2 separate regions of the Hordeum vulgare genome follow, and region 2 is linked to region 1. Evidence: chromatin contacts called from public Hi-C data. All regions are on one chromosome and are shown on one strand. Each heading gives the region's core, a stretch centred on a gene start, on an enhancer-like site or on the middle of the called end of the contact. The rest is flanking DNA. Distances are from core to core; before and after follow the strand shown. Region 1 holds the start of LOC123424352 (disease resistance protein RGA5-like). Region 2 has its middle 29 kb from the start of LOC123424355.

Region 1 (7,703 bases), core at 3,670-6,169:
GATGGCGACGTCGCCGGCCGCAGAGAGGGCCATGGCGCGGTCCAGGCCCGACCATTGGCGCTCATCATGCGTCGTCATGGAGTACTTCATGACGCGTTGCATGAGCCGGGCCTCCTCCTCCTCCGTCATGCGAGGAGGTGGAGGTGGTGACGGAGACGGGGAACGCGATGGTGTGGGCGTGAGACCGCGCACCCGTGTACGTCCGCGCACCTCCCGTGCCCGCCGCGGCCCCGAGACCGTGCCGGCGAAGTAGGAGGCACACCACACGTCGTGCTCGTCCCTGAGCCAGGTGCCCCAGAGGGTGGAGTCGGCGGCGTACCTTTCGTCGTAGTAGAGGTCGTCGGGGAGGAGGCGACGGCGACGCTCGATCTCCTCGCGGCGCGCACGGCCGCTCGTCGGCATCGGCGGGATAGGGACGCGGTCGGCGAAGAGGTGTCACGCGTTGGGGAGGTGGACGTCGCTTCATGGGACCGGCGTCCTCGTCTCCTAGTAGCGTCGGCATACCTCAACGATGAGGTACTGCCAATCGCGATGCCCGGCGGGCCTAGGAGCGATGGTGAAGGGAGCGTTGGCCTGGCGCGGTGGCGATGCGGCCTCCTCCTTCACGAAGCCATGATGGCGTCCTGACGAGGAGCCAGCCTCGCGGTTGTGTGTGCCCTTGCGGCCGTAGTTCCCCAGGCCGATGGCTGCTACGAGGTGGGCGGCCGACGAGTTCGAGGAGGCTGCTAGGGTTCGCGGCTGTCGGGTTTCGAGGAGGCTGCGGGGTGGCGATGGGAAGTGTGGACGACGACCGGTCCACGGCTTCTCCATTTAAGAAGGACCGCGACCGTTCCCTGAGCCAATGACAGGCGGGCCCGGTCGCTCGTGCGCATTGATGTGGGCGGGTGGGAGGTAAGTGGTCGCCTGCCACGTGTACCCGACACAGACGAGCGGGCGTCCGTTTTATGTTCGCCGCGACCCAAATCCCGCGCAAGTTTGCGCTCAAAATGGGTCGTGGCGAACACAAAACGGAGATGATGGGTCCGAGCCGTCTCGCGCTGAGCCGACCTGTTTGTCCATTTTACCCCAAACGGACGGGGTCGGACAGAATGGGGTCGTGCGGTGGAGTTGACCTTATTTTTTTTGTAATTTTAGTTGTTTAAACCCTAACTAACTAGTATTGTTAAAATAATATGGATTCAAAATTCTGGAATTAGGGGACGTCTAACAAAAGAACTGCCCTATATCCGTTGGAATGCATGAGCAATTATCTAATAAATTTATACACATCTACGGATGCGCCAACCCTACAACTATCTACCACGTTACCCCACGTCTCAGAGGAGGGAAGAGACGAATTTGAGCAGCAACGAGCCAACGACCAAGAATCCGTAGGGTGTTCAGTAAGGGTGTGTTCGGTTTGAGGATCAAAATGCATGGAATGTCATGGTTCTATTCCGGATGCATGGGTTGGTTTCATTCTTGTGTTCGGTTGGACATAAAAAATGGCATGGGTTGATTCCGTTCATGTGTTTGGTTTGGGAGGTAAAATGAGAAGAATCTCATTCCACTCACCTCTTCATATGAATGGTGAGATTACCTCTAATGTGCTTATATATATCTCAGATTTGGACAACATATAATTTAAAATTTTGACAGCATTTTCTTTGTATTTTCAACAAGCAATTTAATAGTATATGATCACAAGTCAAACAAATATATAACAGCATATATAACAGATTTTCAATAGAAATACCATAAGATGCAACAGTATCACAAGGTCATCATCAAAAAGAAATATTGTTCATTACAATTCATACATATGGTTCACATACCGGTCATAATGCAAAGTTCATCATCTCACGCTAGTCCATACAATAAATGCATCATGCGAAGTTCTTCGTCACATACCTACTCACCCAAATCAACCGGTTAGAGTCGCTGAGCGACATGAAAGCTCTTGCTATCTTGGGATTGTCCACAAGATGGGCATAGTAGTGAGCAAGGTATCCTTCAGCAAATCCAATAGTGCCGGAGACAACTTCCCAAAGGTCATCAGGTATAGTATCGTCATCTCCAGCAGACTTCACAAGAGCTGCAGCTACAAGTTTGAACCCATCTTGAAGAGTTGTCATCAACGGATCATCCTTATTTTTCACCACCTTAGCCTTCTTTTTTGCTGGTTCATTGGGATTTGAGGACTCACCAACATTTGGTGACATGTTCACCTCACCATTGTCATCATCTTCTATGTCAATGGAAAGGTCATCATTACCAGACCTTGCATTCTTTCCTGTAGCAGTTTTTTGCATGAAAATTGTCTCCATCGCACGGTAGTGCTTAATTGGGGTATTCAAGAAGGCCACGTCAGATTTGTGATCCTACAAAAATTGTTCAAATGATTTGCCTGATAGTACAAAAATTGTTTAAGAAGGCCATGTCAAATCTTCATGCATCAAAGCTTACCTTGCAATGACCTGCATAGTGATCATCGCTCAGCCTGATAGTACAAGTATCCTCATCCCATAAAGCTCCACTTAAATTCTTCAATGTGACCAGCCTGCCCCAAATCTTCCTCCACTTCTTAAGATGGTTGTAAACCTGGCCGCCGGTGATCACTAGCTTGAAGTGTTCGTTCAAAGCTGCAGCACATTGGTTGTGATGCATCATCTTGAACCCACTTGAAGTCCTCTTGCCATCAGCAACTAGGTTAGCCAAGAAGCCTAGCATCATGGTGGTCATGGAGTTGGTCCACACAGCTTGTCCACTTCTAGCAGTGGTTGCACTTGCTTCCGAGAGATCAATGGTGTCCATTTCTGTCCAGCCATGAAAATGTATCAAATATAGTAAGTAAAATTCTGTCCAGCCATGAAAATGTATCAAATATAGTAAATAAAATTCTTTCCAGCCATGAAAATGTATCAAATATAGTAAATAAAATTCTGTCCAGCCATAATAATAGATTGTTTCAACAGAACAAATGGTACAACTATCGAGCCATTACATAAACTCAAAGATACATGGTTTTGACATGTAATATGCCATACTACTCAATTTCCATACATGGCCTGCCTATCCACCCACATTTGTGTAGCAATTTGTTGCCTACGGTCAATCGTGGCCCTATGGTCACTTGCTTGTTGCCTTTGTGTTCGAACTGGTTGGGTGGTCCACGTCACCTCCGGCATAATGAATTCATCAATCCCTTCCTACCACGAAAAGAGGCTGCAACATCCTTTGTAACCGATGCTCGCACATGGGTACCATCAATAGCTCCAATGCAATCCTATATATTGACAAAATAGTAAATGGCCTGATTTATATTCTAAATAGCTAAGGAATAGTTTTTTTAAATACCTTGAAATATGGGTCAAACCGATGATTTCCTTCTATTTTTGTTGGGATCTCCAATGAAGGGGGCCTGATATAATCATTACGCAGCTGACCTATGGCATGAAGGACACGTCTAAAGTAGATGCTAATTGTCCCAAATGATCTACAAAAGTTTGTTGCCACAACCCTATTCCGAAGGTTATGTCTAATAGTATGCAAAAAAAATTGCCACTTGTTGCTCCACATCTAAATGTATAGTCGGTTTGAGCAACTTGCGATCCCTCAATATGTCACACAAATGAAAGAAAGGAGCTCTCTCAAACCTCAACATGTTTTTACACTTCACATCACACTGCCAAATTTTGCTACTTAGATAATCAAATCTTTGCCGGTCTCTTTCATGCATAGGGCCATAGGAAATGCAAGCTCTCCTCTTCCTTATTATGGCACGAACAATTACCGCCACTGCAGCAAGAACCACAAAAACAGCAGCACCCCTAATCATCCTCTTCCTTCTATTCACCCTCTTGACCATCTACAATGCATGGACTCTATCAAACATAACAGCAACAAGAAGCCTAGCTTTTCCTAGTACAAGAAAAGTGGAGGGATGGTGCTGGCCAACAAGATGCATACCTTCAGGAGGAGGAGGGGCTGCTGCAGCTTGACGAAGATGGGGTCGGCGCGGCGGGTCGCGCTGGGAGGAGGAGGGCCTGCTGCAGCTCGACGAAGATGGGGTCGGCGCGGTTCTTTCCCCGCCGGCGGCCGTCGTCTCACCGTCGGTGGAGAGCGGCGGCTGGGAGGGAAGAGCGGCGGCTGGGAGGGCGGCTGGGAAGGGAGAGCGGCGGATGGGAGGGAAGAGCGGCGGCTAGGAGGGGAGAGCGGCGGCTGGGAGGGAGAGGGAGAGGATATGGTTCGGGGGTGGGACGTCCTCGGGGGTGAGGGGGTGAGCGGTGAGGCTTTGTTTTTTTCTTTTCTTTTGCGTTTAATCGATGAATAACGAGCCGGTTCCAACGTTTTCCAGGCATCGGTAGATGAAGCATCTTCAAGGAATATCCATTGCATGCGGACGGTCCGGTTCCGGATGAAAACACAAGTGAACACGAGGATGGGCTGCCAGGGACGGAATCAACCCATCCCATGACACCTTATCCTCAAACTGAACACACCCTAAGTGTAGCATTTTTTGCTACTCCCTCCGTCACGGTTTAGAAGGCATGTTTAAAAAATCTCTCGGACCATTGGTTGTGAGATGTAGCAGGTGTAAATGCTAATGCGCCTAATCAACTGAGAAAACACTAGTACTAATGTGTGAGCAGCAAATTGGGAGGGCGCATGCATAAGTAGTACTAGTACTAATTAATAGAAGTAATTGCTTTCGCCTTAAACCTTGTCTATTTTGGAAACGCACGCAAGTTTAACTGTGTTTTCTAAACCGGGACGGAAGGAGTATCATATAAATGTAGTGGGGAAAAACTAGTTTAGTTTTTTCAAACAAGTAGTACAATGATAATGGTACGGATTATATTAGTATTGGAAGTTACCGCCAGCTCGCCATTATTGTTTATTCAAGTGGACCACTAGCCTAGTCGATATGTGTTGCAATATTGATTCGTTGCCTGGTTCTATGTTGACCACTTCTCTTCCGTGAATTGGTCTCTCCTTTCACTCCACATCTGCCGTTCCGGGCCGGAGCAACCTTAACCTGGCGCCGCCGTCTGCTACGAGGAGCAACCTTAACCTGGCTCCCCCGTCTGCTACGAGGAGCAAGCCCACTGGTACGCCGCATGCGTCATCCAGGGATTATTCACGCTAGAAGAAACAGATCTGCTTTCTTTTCTGTTCGCTCCTGGATGCAACGGTTTAGAGTTTCTTCTGATTTTGCATGGACCTCAGACTAATTAGAGTATATCTGGTCATATTAGTGTGATTTCTTGTTGATTTGGTTCGTTGTTTTGTGTGCAGAGAGTTGGACATGGAACTACCTCTGTTTAGTGCTTGTTTGGGTGCCATGGGCTCCCTTTCTATGAAACTAGATGCAATCCGGGATACCAAACTTGAGGATGGCATCCGGAAACTCACAACCCGGCTGCTGAAGCTCTCTAAGGCACAAGACCTTCCCCATATAGCAATAAACTGGATGAAGGATGTGCGCGAGCTGTCCTATGAGATGGAGAACTGTGTCGTCGCCCAAGCAGATTGGATCGAGAAGATGTCCGGATTCAAGGCTCGTGTGAAGGCGGCTAATGAACGGTATGATAGATACCTGCTTGAGACTGTCCCCAGCCGTACATATATTTTTCCTGTCGTTGACCACTGGTTTCCAACGGACGGCGGCCGGAAGCCAGATCCAGTAGTGGGCCTTCATGCCAAGGGCGGAGCGGTTGATACACTCTGCCAATGGCTGGCCGATGGAGATAAGCAGCTCAAGGTTGTATCCATTGTGGGTGTTGGTGGGATCGGCAAGACCACGCTTGCCAAACAGCTATGGCTTGAGAAGAAACTCGGGGACTTCGATTGCCGGGCTTTTGTGCGGACGGCCAAGAAACCTGACATGAGGAGGATCCTCAGGAGCATACTGGTACAAGTTCGTCCCCACCAACCACCAAACACTAGTGGGGTGCACGACCTCATTCACGACATCAACGAGCATCTACAAAATAAAAGGTGCATTTTTCTAGAACCTACCTAGTAGTTTCAATCGCTTCAATTGTATGCTAGTGGAGTCATGCATTTTACATTTTTAAAAAGTTGGTCTCAATTCTCTGAACATATAAGGTATCCACCTCATCATCGCACTAGGCAATGCATTTAATTTTTTTCTTCCACTAAGCCATGCAAAGTGTTCCACATAAGTGCTCTCAACATATAAAATGTACACCTCAACGTTCCACTAAGCAATGCATTTAAGTATTTTCTCTCACTAATTCATGTAAAATCTTTCACATAAGCAAGACATAAATTTAACTTACAAATTACAACTATTTTTTGCATTAGTCTATGTATGTAACGTTGCCACATCATATGTTCATGTTAGTCATCCTTCATATTTTAATTCGAAATAACATTTTTAACTCTTATTTAAAAGTTTGTATTTTATTTTTAGACACGTTATTCTACTGATTTTAAGTTTATAACAACTACTTACACATGTTTTTAACAAAGTTCTCGTAACAACGCCGGGGGGGTGTTCATCCTCACTACTCATGTCCAAATTTTTCTCAATGAAAAAGACACATGTGTGAACAACTCCAAGGAATTTTAAACTCGCATTATGATACATCTTTTCCAAAAATATTTCGAAAGTATAATAAGTCTCATATATTTGTATTTTCATGCTCATATTGTCAATTGTAATATTCACATTCGACATAAATAAGTATCATCTAAACATATTGCCAACAATTCCTACAACAACGTGCTGGGAATTGTCTAGTTTAAAGAAAGAACGCGAATCTAGATATCCCGAGGTAAATATAAAATCACTTTCTTGATTCCATGGATGTACTGTAATTTAGATATACTAGATTATATCCGTGCATTGCTGCGTTAATCTTGTTATTAAAAGAAATACTTAATTAAGTAGTCTTGTTTAAAAGAAAGACGATTCACCCGCCCCCGCCTCGACCTCTTGCTCGGGAAACTCATGCGGCACCCAAGCCCAACATCTAGGCCCTCCGCCACAACTCGCTCCCTCCTCCCTGCCATTGCAGGAGAACGCCATCGGGCTAAGCCTGGGCGGCTGATAGCATTGGCGGAGAAGATCGTTCACTCGCGGCGCAGGGTGGTGCGAGGCATCTTGACGAGCGGGAGTGTGTGCTCCTGGATCTGGGTCTCCATGGTATGTCGGATTGCTTCCTGGCGAGAACACGAGGCGACAGCGTGGTGACGGTTGGGGGCGGTGGTGATGAAGCAACACGTTGGAAGGCATGTTTTGCTGCACGGGGTGGATGCGAGTGGGCTGGTCCACAGCCACACCCAATCGGTATTGGCTTTGGTGGCCGCCATGTTGCTCGGGGTGAAGTGCCGGGGTCCACGAGGACACAGGGAAATCCTAGATTTTCTCGGGATCGAGCGATGACGGTGTTTCTGTGTCGTAGTCCATCTTGAGGGCATTGGTTCAGGAGTGATCTTAGATTGGAGGGACCACCGATGGTGGCGGTGTACATCTTCATGGTGAGGCTCCACGCGCATCCAGTCAGTAGCGAGATCGAGGTGGCGATACATCCGATGAAAACTGTGCCAACTTTGGTCATGGCGGATGATGGCGGTGTCTCCGACATCATTTCCTTATCGTGGCATCGTCATAGCAGGTTGCATCACCATGCTCAATATGCTCGGGGAAACCCTAGGTATGAGACTCCTGGATCGAATGATCGCAGTATCTTTGG
Region 2 (6,990 bases), core at 3,207-5,706, 260 kb before region 1:
AGATTTACAGATTTAAATAAAAAGGTTCATCCATTCGAAATAAATCATATATTTAAAAAGTGTTCATCAATTTTTTTTAAAGTTCATCAATTTTAATAAAAGTTCATTGAAATTGAAAAAAATGATCCAATTTACAAAAAGTTCATTAAATTTGTAATCATTTGGTTAAACTTTTAGAAAGTTCATATAAATTCAAAACAAATTCATTTATTTTTAAAATAGTTCATTGAACTGAAAGAAAAGTTCATAAATCTTTAAAAAGTTCATCAACTTTGAAAGAAAATCATCCATTTTCAGAAAGATGTTCATCAATTTTCAAAAAAGTTCATCAGTATTCAAAAAATTTCATAGAATTTTAGTATTTTACAAAAGGTTCATTGTTTTCAAAGAAAAGTTCATCCATTTTAAAAAAATGTTCGTCAAAACTTAAAAACAATCATCAGTATTCAAAAAAGCTCACAATTTTATTTTTTTAAAATCATGCACCCTGCTGCTAGATGGGCAGGCCCATGTAAGAAAGCTGCACGCACCAGTTAACAAAATGCACGTTAACTAGCGCCTGGGGCGCTAAATAGAAATGTCAATTTGCGGGGTGTTGGAGATGATTGGATGTGGTTTAATTAAGTAGGGCGGGCCAACTATGTAATTATGGGTGGGGGGGGGGGGTGGGGGTGTGGAGGGGAGGGTCGGCACTACATGAAGGCATGCTTCCCACCCCATAGAGTCCGTTGGAATATGTTCGTGTGCTAGTATTATTGAGATTGTAATTGCAACTATGTCTACGAAGGCTTCGATCTAACTGTATATTAACTTAAATAAGTAGCAACAATATATCTATACTAGTAACTAAACCTCACTAATACATATATCCCTCGCTGAAAAAAATCATTGAATTCGTGACCTAATGAAGTTTTCAAATACTCCCTTCATAAACTAATATAACACATTTTAGGTCACCGGTGGGAGTATATATTTTTGGTTACATATTACACTCGTCTCTTTAGTCAGACTAAATATCTGAAAATGTGTGTCCACCTTATAAACCCGGATTCATGAAGGGGGTAGTGTGATCTCGCCTTATCCTCCCAACTTGAAGGAGGTCCTTAGTTACAAACTTTTTTGTTCTTCTTGTGCATGAGCACACCAAATTTCCTAGTAGCAACCAATTTATTTAATCACATATAGATATATAGGCCATGTGATAGTTAATTAACATGATAATAGGAGGTGAGACGTCTCTATCGAATAGTGAATTGTTGTGTGACAGCTATGTGACATTTTCGTCCTTACCCTCTAATGCATATGCAGTTGAAGGTGACCTCTCCGGCTCCTAACAATGTAATGACAAACATGAATCCATCGGCGCAACTAGTGATGATCATGAACTATGGTGTCTTCGTCTTGGCCTTGGGCTAATAACCGTTTATACCGACATAATTTTTTTGATAAGATCATATTCATAGATACATAATGGAAGTTATAGTCTCCAACAAGACGAGGAGTGTATCAAAGGTCAGACAGAACATAAGAGTTATATCACCAAATTTGAAACCTGGACACATGGATACAAGGTGCTATGGATTCATACAGCGTGACCCTTATTGGAAAATAAGCCATGTTCACTGGTCTTCACTAACGAGCATGCGTACTTTCCGTACAAAAATTCACCGCCGGCATGCCCGAGATCGCTGCCATTCTATTGGGTAATAACAATACTAATGGACCCAGCAGGCCACGCGTCACCTTGTCGCCGACGATGTGCTGCGTGCTAGCGCATACCCTCTTCGGCCGGCGCTCGACATTGCTGAGCCACAGCAGCAGCGGCGACGACGGGGAGAGGTTGAGGTTGACGAGGCGGAGGCCTCCCAGCAGGTCCATGATCTCGCCGGCGTCGCGGAGGCACGTATGTCCACTCCTCCTGCGGCTCGAACTTGCCGCCCAACCCCGCCAGCGTCACGACGTCGTTGCTAAGCACTGCCACCTTCTGGCTGGCGTCGATGGCAGAAGCCGCGATGGAGCGGACGAGGCTGCCCACCTGAGCGCTGGAGACCACCAACACGGTGGGGATCTCGCGGAGCTTGAGGAGCATCGGTGGCCCATGCCCGCGACACAACTCGCTGATGGTGCTGACGGCGTGGCGGAGGCTGCCGATGATCGTCTGCGGAATCCATGGTGCACGAGGCATTCTTGGGTTGTTGCTCCTGCGGTCGGCGAGCTTGAGAAGCCAAAAGTATGATAGGGTTGATAGGGCTACGAACCATGAGGTTATCCAGTAACCCTCCATGGATCTGTTCGTTCGCAGCTCAGCTTACTGGTGGTAGGTAACGTAGCAAGCTAGCATATGTATATATATATGGCCGAGCCATAGACGCCCCCATCGACCCTGGTCCGTAGAGAAAGAAAGAAAAAGATAGCAGCCTCCCGTCACGCTCCGACCCAACCAAATCTTAGCAGCAGCCGTAAAGGAAAATTTCACCATCCAAAACGAGCAATTGGTAGGACTAACCAATATCAAAGCATAGAGAATACGCAATACACATCTCACCACCGCATTTTCGATGGCCTAAACTTTTTCCTCCTGGGCACTGTATTTATGCACTGTGGTCATCTGATTTTGGGCCCTCAAATTTGAGAGCCTTGATCACAAGTAGAGCTGGTGGTACAATAAACTGTGTTCTTTTGTTTTGTAAAATGCTTGTCATTCATACACTTTTTCTTCTAATTCAAAATCACATGCAGTCTCGTGCCTGCTCAGGAAAAGAAGAAACATACTGCAAGTATATTACAAAAGCCAATACATTTGGGCTTGGATATCACATAGCCACTACGTACTACTCTTGCCAAAAATTACAATAAAAAAACCACGACTGGGGCAGGTGTATAACAAATTAATAGCACTGGTTCCACGCGTTGGGGAGGTGGACGTCGCTCCACGGGACCGGCGTCCTCGTCTCCCAGTAGCGCCGGCATACCTCAGCGCTGAGGTACTGCCGGTCGCCCTGGCCAGCAGGCCTAGGGGCGATGGTGAAGGGAGCCGCGGCGGAGGAACTGCGCGGTGGCGATGCGGCCTCCTCCTTCACGGAGCCACGTCGGCGTCCCGACGAGGAGCCAGCCTCGCGGTCGTGGTTGCCCTTGCAACAGGAGTTCCACAGGCCCATGGCTGCTGCGAGGTAGGCGACCAGCGAGTTCGAGGAGGCTGCTAGGGTTCGCGGTTGTCGGGTTTCGAGGAGGCCGCGGGGTGGCGATGGAAACTATGGACGATGACCGGTCCACGGCTTTTCCATTTAAGAAGGACCGCGACCGTTCCCTGGGTGGATGACAGACGGACCCGGCCGCTCGTGCGTATTGATGTGGGCAGGTGGGAGGTAGGTGGCTGCCTGCCACGCATCCACGACGCGGACGAACGCGTGTCCGTTTGATGTCCGTCGCGACCCAAATCATGCACAAATTTACGCTCGAAATGGATCGTGCCGGACACAAAACGGACAGGATGGGTCCGGGCCGTCTCGCGTTGGGCCGACCTGTTTGTTCTTTTTACCCCAAACGGACGGGGCAGGATAGAATGGGGTCGTGCGGTAGAGTTGGCCTTAGCAGCCGGAAAGAAAAATTTGACCATCCAAAACGAGCAATTGGTCAGATTAACCAATATCAAAACATAGAGAATACGCAATACACATCTCATCACCACATTTTCGAGGGCCCAAACTTTTGGGCACCGTATTAATGCACTATGGTCATCTGATTTTGGGCCCTCGAATTAGAGAGGCTTGATCACAAGTAGAGCTGGTGGTACAATAAACTGTGCTGTTTTGTTTTGTAAAATGCTTGTCATTTACATTTATACACTTTTTCTTCTAATTCAAAATCACATCCAGTCTCGTGCTTGTTCAGGAAAAGAAGAAACATAATGCAAGTAAATTACAAAATCCAATACATTTGAGCTTGGATATCACATAGCCACTACGTACTCTTGCCAAAAATCACAATAAAAACACCACGACTGGGGCAGGTGTATATGACAATAAACGTGTTCTAACAACAAAGTTAGCTGGTGGGACTCATTTGTCGGGCTGATATGGAACGTGTGCGTGGACAAAATGCCCAGCTGGAAATTGGGCCCACCTAACAGTGATTCATTGCCTATCCTTTTTCCATATTTTTCTTCCACCACTCTCCTGTTTTACTGTCAATTATACTTCATTTCCCCTGGTAGGTAACAGCAGCGCTGCATGCTCGCAGTCCTCAAAGTATCCCGCGCGATTTAGAGGTTGGCTGGGTAACAGTGGAAACGCCTTAAAACGTGTTATTCATGGGAGCCAACCCGACCTAGACGACGTTCGGCTCCTGGCTGCCGTCTCTTGATCAGTTCGCTGTCGCTTTGGAATCTTGCACTGATGCTGGCCGGGTTTCTGCAGGTGTCGGTCGACCCATATATAACGTTCAGGTAGCACATGACGCACGAGAGTGTCTCTTGTGGTCCATGAGCGTGCGGGAGATTTTCACGAGTTATTACACATGCAATACTGCTCGCTAATTGACATCCATATATATATAAAAAAAATATATATATATGTATATATATATATGTATATATATATATATATATATATATATATATATATATACATATCGTGTGACACGTGAGTTATTAAGGAGAGAGAACCGGCGAATCCAATTGCCCTTTCTCTTATAGTACTCCACCTTCTAGACGATCGGGACTAATGCCTAAAACCTTTAGTCTTGATTTGCTTACGAACCGGGTCCAGAGGAGCTTCACGTGGTCGTTAGGAAGCGCCTAGACAAAAGGACCTTTAGTCCCGATTGGTAACACCGACCGGAACCAAAAGGTGGTCACACCTCAACAGCTGCCAGGCTCTGGGGGTTTTCATATTGTGTTTCCCCCTTTTATTTCTATGTTTACCATTTTATTTTATGCTTTTCATTCAACTCGACTCTAGCTACTACATATAGCAATGAAAGAACAATTACACAATAGCACCATGATCAATATATAGAAAGAACCATCAATATCACTTGAAAGTTGTTCAACCTAAGAAACAAATAACATCAATGTATCAGACATTCATCTTAACATACTAACTAATTAACTAACAGTTCTTCAACTGATAGTTCTAAACATGGTCACCCAACCATCATGTGACAGCCCTTGCGGCTGCTCTTCCTTATAGTGATTACGACAAGGGTATCAGGATGCAAGCTTTGACACCAATCCGGATGACTCTAAGTAGCAAACCAAATTCGTATAGTGGATCAACCATTTGGAATATTTCCAAGTGGGGCGTGGTAGCAGCAGCTACAGAATGACATGGAGATTTTTAAAGTACATACAGATCTGAATGTTGCAGTCCGACTGACTAAAACCTCTCTCACAAGAAAAACATGATCAAACCCCAGAACTCATTCCGTGTTAATCACATAGTGATGTGAACTAGATTATTGACTCTAGGTCAAGTGGTAGACTGTTGGAAATATGCCCTATATGCAATAATAAAGTGGTTATTATTGTATTTCCGTGTTCATGATAATAGTTTAATATCCATGCTAGAATTATATTGATTGCAAACTAGAATACAGTGTAGGTACATAGACAACACTGTGTCCCAGTGAGCCTCTAATGGACTAGCTCGTTGATCAAAGGTGGTCAAGGTTTCCTATCCATGGAAAGTCCACCTTTGTATGGAAGGGAAGGAGGGGGACTATATAGGATTCCACCTGCTCCCCCTTGGCTGCGCCCTTGGGCTTGGAGAGGCTGTTCCCCACGCCCCTCCACCTATATATAGAGGGGAGGGGCACCCCAAGAGCACACACGAAGCCCTTGGCGCCCCTCTCTCTTCCTAGATCGTTTTCTCCTCTGTTCGCGGTTTCGGTAGCGCTAGGCGTAGCCCTGCCGTGATAGCACCACCACCATCGCCACCATGCCGTAGTGTTGATGGAGAACTCATCTACTTCTCTGCCCTTGCTCGCTGGATCGAGCAGGCGGAGACGTCATCGGGTTGTACGTGTGCTGAAGGCGGAGGTGCCATCCGTTCGGCATTTGATCGGGAGTTGCGGGACGGATCGTGATAGGATCACAAAGACATTCGACTACATCCACCAGGTTTCTTTACGATTCCGCTAAGCGATCTACAAAGATATATAGATACAATCTCTCCTCTCATAGATGTGCATATCCTAGATTGATGTTGACGAGCGTAGGAATTTTTTTTGTTTCCCATGCAAAGTTCCCCAACAGTAAAACCTTTAGTGAAGTATATATACTGCACTAGTTTTTTACCCTTTTTAGCCTGTCCCCTAAACTTAACGGAGTAATTTTTAATTTGATCAAATTCAAAGCAATTTGAACTGAAAATAACATGCATTAAAACATAAACATAGATAGTTTTGCACAACCAAACGTAAAGCATAAATTTAAACTAAACTAAGCAACTAAACTACTTTCGGTCGAAGGTGAGGTCTAGCCAATCGTTCCTCGTCACGTACGGTGTGCCGTGATTTGGAGCAGTGCAGTCGTTGTGGTCGTCAGGGAAGACATTCCTTCACTCATCGCCATGAATCTCTTCGTCCTCTCCGCCCAACTCACCGCCCTTCACGCTGTCGTCGTTGCCACCTTCGACCTCGTCGTCAAAGGAGAGCACGATAACCTCGCCGTCCTCCATGTAGCCATTCTCACCACCTTCGACCTCGTCAGAGGAGGAGAGCACGATAAGCTCACCGCCCTCCACATCGGCAAAGATCATCCGCTTCACCACCACGAGCTCTGGGTGCTGCCGGCGGAGCTCTTGCATGTAGGCCTCGGCAGTGGCCTCGACCTCGAGGCGCTCCCTCGGCTCGCGACCCTCCTCCCACGCCATAACCGAGCTCACCACCCCTGGCTCCAGTGGGACGAGGTGGACGAGAGCCGTGTCGAAGGGTAAATTGAGTACGGTCGTTGCATAGTGCTAGCGGACCTGCCAGCGATCATATTCCATG

Evidence for each region. Hi-C and Micro-C count contacts between places; a contact is called where the count stands out from the background.
Region 2: a Hi-C map of leaf shows a contact between it and region 1, with 2.7 times the contacts expected there. The contact joins the enhancer-like site here to the promoter of LOC123424352 in region 1. A contact is called at or near these places in 3 of 6 Hi-C or Micro-C datasets (leaf and seedling).

What each region holds. Positions count from the first base shown.
Region 1 is chr2H:8,304,402-8,312,104 of MorexV3_pseudomolecules_assembly, reverse strand. It overlaps LOC123424352 (disease resistance protein RGA5-like), which reads left to right and starts at 4,919. Exons shown (of 7, transcript XM_045107956.1): 1 at 4,919-5,090; 2 at 5,278-5,979. The coding sequence starts at 5,288. It overlaps LOC123429108, which reads right to left and starts at 2,777. Exons shown (of 2, transcript XM_045113174.1): 1 at 2,446-2,777; 2 at 1,820-2,360. The coding sequence starts at 2,721. The coding sequence ends at 1,866.
Region 2 is chr2H:8,566,052-8,573,041 of MorexV3_pseudomolecules_assembly, reverse strand. No RefSeq gene overlaps it. Among protein-coding and RNA genes, the nearest start is that of LOC123424355, 29 kb to the right of the region's middle. Within about 2 kb of position 4,456, at least 3 of the 3 cell types and tissues checked have open chromatin away from gene starts, as enhancers often do. A contact at or near this core is called in leaf and seedling, where this site is marked.